Regions from separate parts of the Ovis aries genome. Here region 1 is linked to region 2. Evidence: chromatin contacts called from public Hi-C data. All regions are on one chromosome and are shown on one strand. The core of a region is the stretch at or near the end of the contact, and the rest is flanking DNA. Distances in the headings are between cores, read along the strand shown.

Region 1 (4,359 bases), core at 335-2,834, 140 kb after region 2:
CCAGGCTCCCTTGTCCTTCACTATTTCCAAGTTTGCTCAAATTCATGTCTATTGAGTCAGTGATGCCATCCAACCAGCTCATCCTCTGTTGTCCCCCTCTTCTCCTGCCCTCAATCTTTGCCAGCATCAGGGTCTTTTCCAATGAGTCCACTCTTGGCATCAGGACTGAGCTTCAGCATCAGTCCTTCCAATGAATATTCAGGGTTGATTTCCTTTAGGACTGATTGGTTTGATCTCCTTGCAGTGCAAGGGATTCTCAAGGCTTTTGTCTCTATAGACTTAGACATACTATATATATAGTAACATATATGCAAGATTCAGGACAATGATTACCTCTGGGAAGAAGACAGGAATACAAGGAGAAAAAGAGTACATAGACCTAAATTGCCAATGATCTTCTAGTTCAGTGGGTCTCAAATTTTAGTGTGCATCAGAATTCCTATAAAGCTCATTAAAACCTAGATGGCTGGGAGCCCCCAGGTTTTTTGATTCAGGAGGTGAGTGTGGGGCCTAAGAATATGCATTTCTAACAAGGTTCCAGGTGCTGTTTTAATGCAGCTCTGCTGGAATCACACAGAGAAAACCACTTCCAGTTTATAAATTGGATTGTAGGTTCACAGGCATTACATTTGCTTTATTAAAATAATATAATAAAGTTATGTTATTATTAAATCATTAAGTTAAATGGGAGAGAAAAAAGATGGCCAGTCATAGACCAAAGATGAGAGTTTGTCAAGAAGCAAGGTTTAATATGAATCCAGTTCTGGGCTCTGGAGGCATCCTTTTTGAAAATGCTAGGATTCCCTTACTAAAAGCAAACATGAAAAACACTTCTCTAGGAGAACCTCAGGATCATTTTAGAAGAATACTACTGGCAACTACCCTGAGAAATAAATCTGAGGACTGTTTTTCTCCTTAGGTGCACAGGGAAAGCATTCCAGCTTTCTGAATCTCAATAATCTCTGCAAAGACTGGACATATCACAGGCTAACCTCTTTCATGGATTCAACAAAAAATGCATTTGAAGAAAATATTTCTGCTACTTTTTCAGATCTTACCCTTTCCTCAAGTGCTTTATTTAGGTCATTATTTTTCTTCCTTCCCTTCTCCCTCCTCCCTTCTGGAGTTATTGTATCCACTAGGTTCTGAGAGGAAAATGTATATGATATTTTAGATTCCTACCGGGCTATGTAGAGGGTATACTCCTGCAACTAACTGGTCACTGACAGGAGTTTGAAGAATGCCTGAATATAAAATTCTTCCCCACAAGCAACTCAGCCTGGAGAAAAAAACAAAAAACAAAAACCAAAAAACAGATCCATAAATATAAAATTATATCCCAGAGCAGGACAAGCAGCATATTACAGATACAAACTTATCTGCTTTCACAACCTCTCCTACACTCAGCTCCTCTAAGCTATGCTCGCTCGCTCCCACAATTCACAACATCTGCTCAGAGGCCCGTGGAGGGAGGAGCGCGGGAGGGGCGGCGGAGGGCCGGAGCTCGGGGCCGGACTTCATTGGCTTTCTGGCCGGAAGCGGCGGTGCGGCCCGGCTGCGCATGCGCCCCTCACACGTGCTTCCAGAACGCCCCCTCCGCCGCTTGAGATCCGCGGGCGTCATGCTGCGAGTTTCTGCCTTCCGGCTGCTAGGACGCAGGGGGGCGAGTAGGGTCTCGCTCTCGGAGGACTTTAGCTTACGCCACTACAGCTCGGGCCCTCTTAGTGTCCGCGACGATACCCGCGACTCGCGCGCCTACTTTACCACACCCATTTTCTACGTGAATGCCGCGCCGCACATCGGGCACCTGTACTCCGCGCTACTGGCGGACGCCCTGTGCCGACACCATCGCCTCCGAGTTCCCAGTGACGCCGCCACGGGATTCTCCACGGGTACCGATGAGCACGGCCTGAAGATTCAGCAGGCAGCCGCCGCCGCGGGCCTGGCTCCGTCCGAGCTGTGCGACAGAGTCTCTGCCCAGTTCCAGCAGCTTTTCCGGGAGGCTGACATCTCTTCCACCGACTTCATCCGCACCACCGAGGCCCGGCACCGGGTAGCTGTGCAGCACTTCTGGGGGATGCTGAAGGCTCGGGGTCTTCTCTACAAGGGCATCTATGAAGGTTGGTATTGCGCCTCCGACGAGTGCTTCCTGCCTGAAGCCAAGGTTACCAGGCAGCCCGGCCCGTCGGGGGATTTGTGTCCTGTATCTCTCGAGAGCGGACACCCGGTCTCCTGGACCAAGGAAGAAAACTACATTTTTAGGCTTTCCCAGTTCCGGGAGCCGCTCCAGCAGTGGCTGCGGGGCGACCCTGAGGCCATAACACCGGAGCCATTCCATCACACAGTCCTTCAGTGGTTGGAGGAGGAGCTGCCGGACCTATCGGTCTCTCGAAGGAGTAGCCACTTGCACTGGGGCATTCCGGTGCCCGGGGACGATTCACAGACCATCTACGTATGGCTGGATGCCTTGGTCAACTACCTTACTGTAATCGGCTACCCAAACGCTGAGTTCAAATCTTGGTGGCCGAACACCTCTCATATCATAGGCAAGGACATTCTCAAATTCCATGCTATCTATTGGCCTGCCCTCCTCTTAGGGGCCGGCATGAGCCCACCACATCGCATCTATGTCCATTCCCACTGGACAGTCTGTGGTCAGAAGATGTCCAAGAGCTTGGGTAACGTGGTGGATCCCAGGACTTGTCTTGACCGCTATACGGTGGATGGCTTCCGCTACTTTCTTCTTCGGCAGGGTGTCCCCAGCTGGGATTGTGATTACTATGATGAAAAGGTGGTTAAGTTGTTGGATTCTGAGCTGGCAGATGCTTTGGGAGGTCTCCTGAACCGATGTACTGCCAACAGGATCAATCCTTCTGGGATCTATCCGGCTTTCTGCACTACTTGCTTTCCCAGTGAGCCAGGCTTGGTGGGGCCGTCAGGTCGTGCTCAGGCAGAGGACTATGCTCTAGTGAGCGCAGTGGCCACTTTGCCCAAGCAGGTAGCAGACCACTACGATAACTTTCAGATCTATAAGGCTCTGGAGGCAGTGTCCAGCTGTGTCCGGCAGACTAACGGCTTTGTCCAAAGGCATGCGCCATGGAAGCTGAACTGGGAGAGCCCGGTGGATGCTCCCTGGCTGGGTACTGTGCTTCATGTGGCCTTGGAGTGTTTGCGAGTCTTTGGAACTCTGCTCCAGCCTGTCACCCCAAGCCTAGCTGACAGGCTGCTGTCTAGGTTGGGGGTTTCTTCCACAGAGAGGAGCCTTGGAGAGCTCCATTTCTTGTCTCGATTCTATGGACATCCATCACCTTTTGAAGGAAGGAGACTGGGACCTGAAACTGGGGTTTTGTTTCCAAGACTGGACCAGTCTAGGTCCTGGCTCGTAAAAGCCCACAAGACCTAGAAACTCAGTTCTTATTAGCTTGTTGTCAAAAAGTAAATTTGTTATTTTCTAATTTTTTGCATTTTCAGGGAAATTATATTAATGCTTTCTAAAGTGTTGCATCAAATGAGCACATAAGTAATGTCCCTGTGAATTTTGATAGCCTTTCAGGAGCCTACTCCCTACTCTTCAGTTCTGTGTGTCCATTAACCACTGTCCTTTGTACCCCAGTGTCTCTGAGATGTCTCCAGGGGTAAGAGACAACTTTGCTGATACTATTCCTTCTCATTGTGTACCTCCGTCCAAACCACAGTTATTTGCCCAGACTACCTCTCTTGGCTTGTTTTTCATTGGCCTGGCCTCTGCTAGGCAAAATGAGAGTGGGGGTTGGAGGCCCCCTACCTCAGCTTTTACTTTGTTATATATGTTGAGTCTCCTGTTGAAAACATTGTTTCATTAAACCTTTAAAAACCAGTGTCCTAGATTAGATGATTTTTGCCTATGTTTATTTTTAATTCTTAACAATCTTGACTCCCAGTTTTGCTAGTTAATTTTCCAGTAGTTGTGCTTTGTACCATTATACTTTAACCGGTAGATGGCTCTAGTCTCACATATTTAATTACTTAATGAGGTTTTAGAATATTTAAAATAAATTTTCTGCTTTGTAAATTTGTATAATTTAAAGAAAAAAATTTATTTTCTTAAAATAAGGATAACTGCAATCACTGCTGTTTTACAGTAAGCAATAAAAAAGATCAAAATCCTCATTTCAGACTACTGAAAAAGGACATTCACTGCATTAGCTGTTTAGTCAGCTAATAAGTAACTATCCCATGTGTTTGGACCATGATAAATTATAAAGCTCTCCTGATTTACTTGGTATGTTAAAATTTTTTTAAACTTTTAATAACAGGTTTACAGGTGTGATTTAAAAAATCTGTAGAAAGTTCAGAAGGGTAATCTTTTCTTTATATTTC
Region 2 (3,900 bases), core at 272-2,771:
GGACATGAGTTTGGGTAAACTCTAGGAGTTGGTGATGGACAGGGAGGCCTGGTATGCTGCAATTCATGGGGTTGCGGAGTCAGACATCGCTGAGCGACTGAACTGAACTCTGGACTTAAGATGAGCCCCTTCAACTATAGGTAACTGATATTTACAGCTCGGGGATTACCATACAATCCGGGAAATTATAACTGAATCCTTGGAGTAAGGGAGGTGAGATTGTCCACAGACCTAAGAATCTGCTCTCTACAGATCCAGCCATATCTCTCTTAGGGTGGCAACATTTAGGGGCTGCTTGTCTTAGATTCTCACTGTATTTATTAAGAGAACTGGTGACTTGCACGGCTGTCTCCATGGCTAGACTCTAATCAACTTATCCTTAAGGATGGGGCCTTTTTATACTTTTACCTCAGTGCCACAGAGTGGGGCTTAATAAACACTTGTTGGATGAATAAATTTTTTGCACTTAGTGATGGAGTTGTCCTTTCTCTTGAAAAGTTACCAGTCTCTACATCTTCTAGAAAGAAGAAATCTTTAAAGGCAAACAGGCTTCCCATATTAAATGCTTCTGAACGAAATTCCAAGCCATGACAGTTATTCAGCTTTGCACTAATTTTAACCACCCTCTCATCCACTCCTGGCTTTCATCTTTGGAGACTCTGTTACATGTCTCAGCATTCTTAATACACTTTTGGGTGTACTTGATGGGATGGGATATCTGATGCTTTTCTCTCTTGAAAATTACCCTACTATATGCATTGTTTACTAATTTAACCGTCTTCGCATCTGATAACCTAAGGCCTCTCTCATCCCAGATCAAACATTTTAAGATTTCCAAGCAGGAACCAAAAAAAAGTTTGCCAATACATCTCTGATTCCATGACATAAGAGAAAACTTAAAACTTGCAACAAAGAAAAACTGAAATACTGGGATGTACAACACCCACCGTCAACGAAGGGGCATTCATTTTCTCCTCCTGCTTTTGACTTGCAAAAAAATACAAGCTAATCTTGTCTGCTTAACACACAATACCTGATGTCCCCTTTACCGTCAGAAAATTGGCATTTGGGTCTCTAATCGACACAAACTTAGCGGATGGCGGAAATACCGTTTTACACTCTAAGCCTGAGTCTGATTTGAAATTGGTCCATTTCATGCAGGGTCTGTGTAACTTTCCAAGACTGCTGACCTCTTTTTCACTGTGCACATCTAGGCAGATTTCGGGACAGACTTACGCTTCTCTAGGTATTTGTTTGCACAACCGACAACTGAAACGGTCGTCATTGTGCAAGCTCCGTTCTTCCAGTTAACTAACGTAAGCCCAATGAGATGCACAACGCGCTACGCCGAATTTGCACATTCCCACTTGGGGATGGTGGCTCTCTGCGCTGGCCGGCGGAATTCTCTTTGCTACTCACTCTCGTCCTTGGCAGCCGGGTCTCTCCCTCCCTCCACTTCGTCGTCAGTGAGTCGTCGGCTGTTCCTTTTCTTGTCCCCCTCCCTCCGCCAGCTGGCCCTTTCAGGGACTCCTCCAGTTCCTCCCACCCTGCCCCGCGCGGGCTACGGCTGTGCCGTCAGCAGTCGCCCCTCCCCCGCGCCCGAGCCAGGAACGCCGCTCCGCCCCGCCCCCCGCGCAGGCAGCCGTCCCCTACATCCGGGTACCGACTCCAGCCGCCCAGACTCTGGCACTATGGTCATGGCGGAGGGGACGGCTGTGCTGAGGCGGAACAGGCCGGGTACCAAGGCTCAGGTACTATATCTGCACCTTTGGGGGAGGGGGAGGGGGCTCTTGGTGCCGAGCAGAGTCGCACTTTGAAGCTGGATACCTCTGAGAGGAGGATGGGCCGGGGCGACCGACGGACTGGCGGGGGCACTGGTGCCCGGCCTGCTCTTCCGGAGCCTCAGTCCTTCGGTTTGGCGGAGGCGGCGGCGGCGCCGGCGGCCCGGGAGGCCTGCGTAGCTCCGACTGGAGGGTGGGCGTGAGGGGCGCATAGGGGCGGCCGAGACCAGGGCTGGAAAGCTTGTTAGTAGCCACTGCTTGTTCTCGCCTTTTGCCTGATCTCCAGTGACCAGTGTCTGAGGGGTGCCGCGGGCCAGGTGGAGACCCTGAGGTTCTATGAGGGCTTCTAGGGTGGGAGGGGTGTAAACAGCCTACCTCGTCCTGCCTTCCAGTTCCTATCTGGCTTGTGAGCTGCCCGACTTCTGACATCCAGCTTGTCTAGCCGGATCCGGGAGTCGATATCCTCCTCCTTCTGCTGTTTGCTTTTGGCCACTTATCGCTCTAGCTGTTCTCTGGTCCAGCAAGTTTTCATCATCAGGCTGGGACTTGTTAGATATCATTCCTTGTGAATTTCTTTATGTGTGAAGCATAAGGAAGGAATTGATTATAATTTTATCAACTTTTAGTAGGGCGGTACTTGGAGTGAGTTGGTCCTTGTGTCAGTATTGATTCTTGGGATTTGCAAAAGACGGAGTGCTCTTCACATTCCTAAAAAAAATCGAATAGGGTAGTTAGACCTCATCTGATTAGCCTGCCAGGTGAAATGGTTTGCAATTGGGTACATGCTCCAAAATCAGAAGAGGTGTTATAATGTGATTTTAAAGAAAAAGAGGTAAGTGTATGTGTGGGGTGGCGCTCAGGGTAGGGACCAGATGCAACCGTGGAGCTACTACCTTATGCCAGAGAATGGATTTTTAATGCCTTGCACAGAATTTGGGAAAGGGTGTCCTTTCAAAGGGAACTTTTAGATCCAGACATCTTCCCAGATCTATGTTACAGATAAGGAAACTGAAGCCCAGAAATTAGACTGCTAATTAGACACTAGTGACCTTTTCTTTTTCACAAATTGCTTCTAGTACTGAATTTTAGAGAGTTCAGTTGGAAACCCTTTTGTTTTTATAGAGTCATGTTTTATTGTGTCAGTTTTATTGGCAGTTTTATGGTCATCCTACTTGGAATTTGTATATTATTTGTGCTTTTTACTGTTTCAAAAATTTCTTTATTTATAAATGATCTTTTCTAAGATGCTTTTAATTCTCATTCTGTGGAAACATTTCTGATTCTTGTAAATGATCAACTTTTATATTTTTGTATTTAGAAGTGAATTTTTTGTGCTCACATAAGAATCATCCATTTTTACTGATTCAAAAGTTACTAATTTTGAAAGGATAGAGAATCATAGATTTTAACTCAGTGTTTTAACACATCTATTTGCTATGTTATGAGTAAGTCACATATAGAAAGCTCCTTTGCTTTTTTCCACATAGTCATAGATCAAAGTTGTTAAATAAAATGTAATAGAAAATGTTAGGATTTTTTAAAAAAGGACTACTTAAGCAGCATTCTGCCTGTATTTTGTATATCACACTGATTTCCTTTGTGAAATGGGTTTACTCTAAAATGATATATTTAGAATTAGAGTAGATAGAGTATCTTTCTACTTTTTAAAAAATTTGTTAGGTTGGATTATAGGCACATAGTTGTTTTTCAATAAATGTTTTACTGAATTAGATGAGAATGTTCATTAAGCTGGATTTTTGGCTCCTCTTTTAAGTATTTTAAGTATGAGGCAAACATTTAATTCTCAATTAACTTTTTACATCTTTTCTATGTATTACTATATGTGTTTTTTAATATTTTAAAAAACAATACAAACTATTTTTTAAAAAATGAAAAAATTTGCAAAGCATATTAATAAGACATTTTTCACTACAAATCAGGAAGAATTTTAAAACTACTTTCTAATAATATGTAGATAATATCTAGGAAGAGACATCCTGAAACAATTTCCAGAAAGTTGTTCTTATTTCTTGACTTTTAAAATAAATTTAGTTCATTTTCATTCAGAATAGGCAACTATTGAAAAAGAAAAGATATGAAATGCTTAAGAAGTACTTAA

The links. Hi-C and Micro-C count contacts between places; a contact is called where the count stands out from the background.
Region 1: a contact with region 2 is called in a Hi-C map of hypothalamus, with 5 times the contacts expected there. The contact joins the promoter of MARS2 here to the promoter of HSPD1 in region 2. A contact is called at or near these places in 2 of 16 Hi-C or Micro-C datasets (hypothalamus and liver).

What each region holds. Positions count from the first base shown.
Region 1 is chr2:199,943,603-199,947,961 of ARS-UI_Ramb_v3.0, forward strand. MARS2 (methionyl-tRNA synthetase 2, mitochondrial) reads left to right here and starts at 1,585. Exons shown (of 2, transcript XM_060411245.1): 1 at 1,585-4,359. The coding sequence starts at 1,622. The coding sequence ends at 3,403.
Region 2 is chr2:199,807,125-199,811,024 of ARS-UI_Ramb_v3.0, forward strand. It overlaps HSPD1 (heat shock protein family D (Hsp60) member 1), which reads right to left and starts at 1,522. Exons shown (of 13, transcript XM_060410155.1): 1 at 1,237-1,522. The region is part of intron 2 of MOB4 (MOB family member 4, phocein); the gene reads left to right.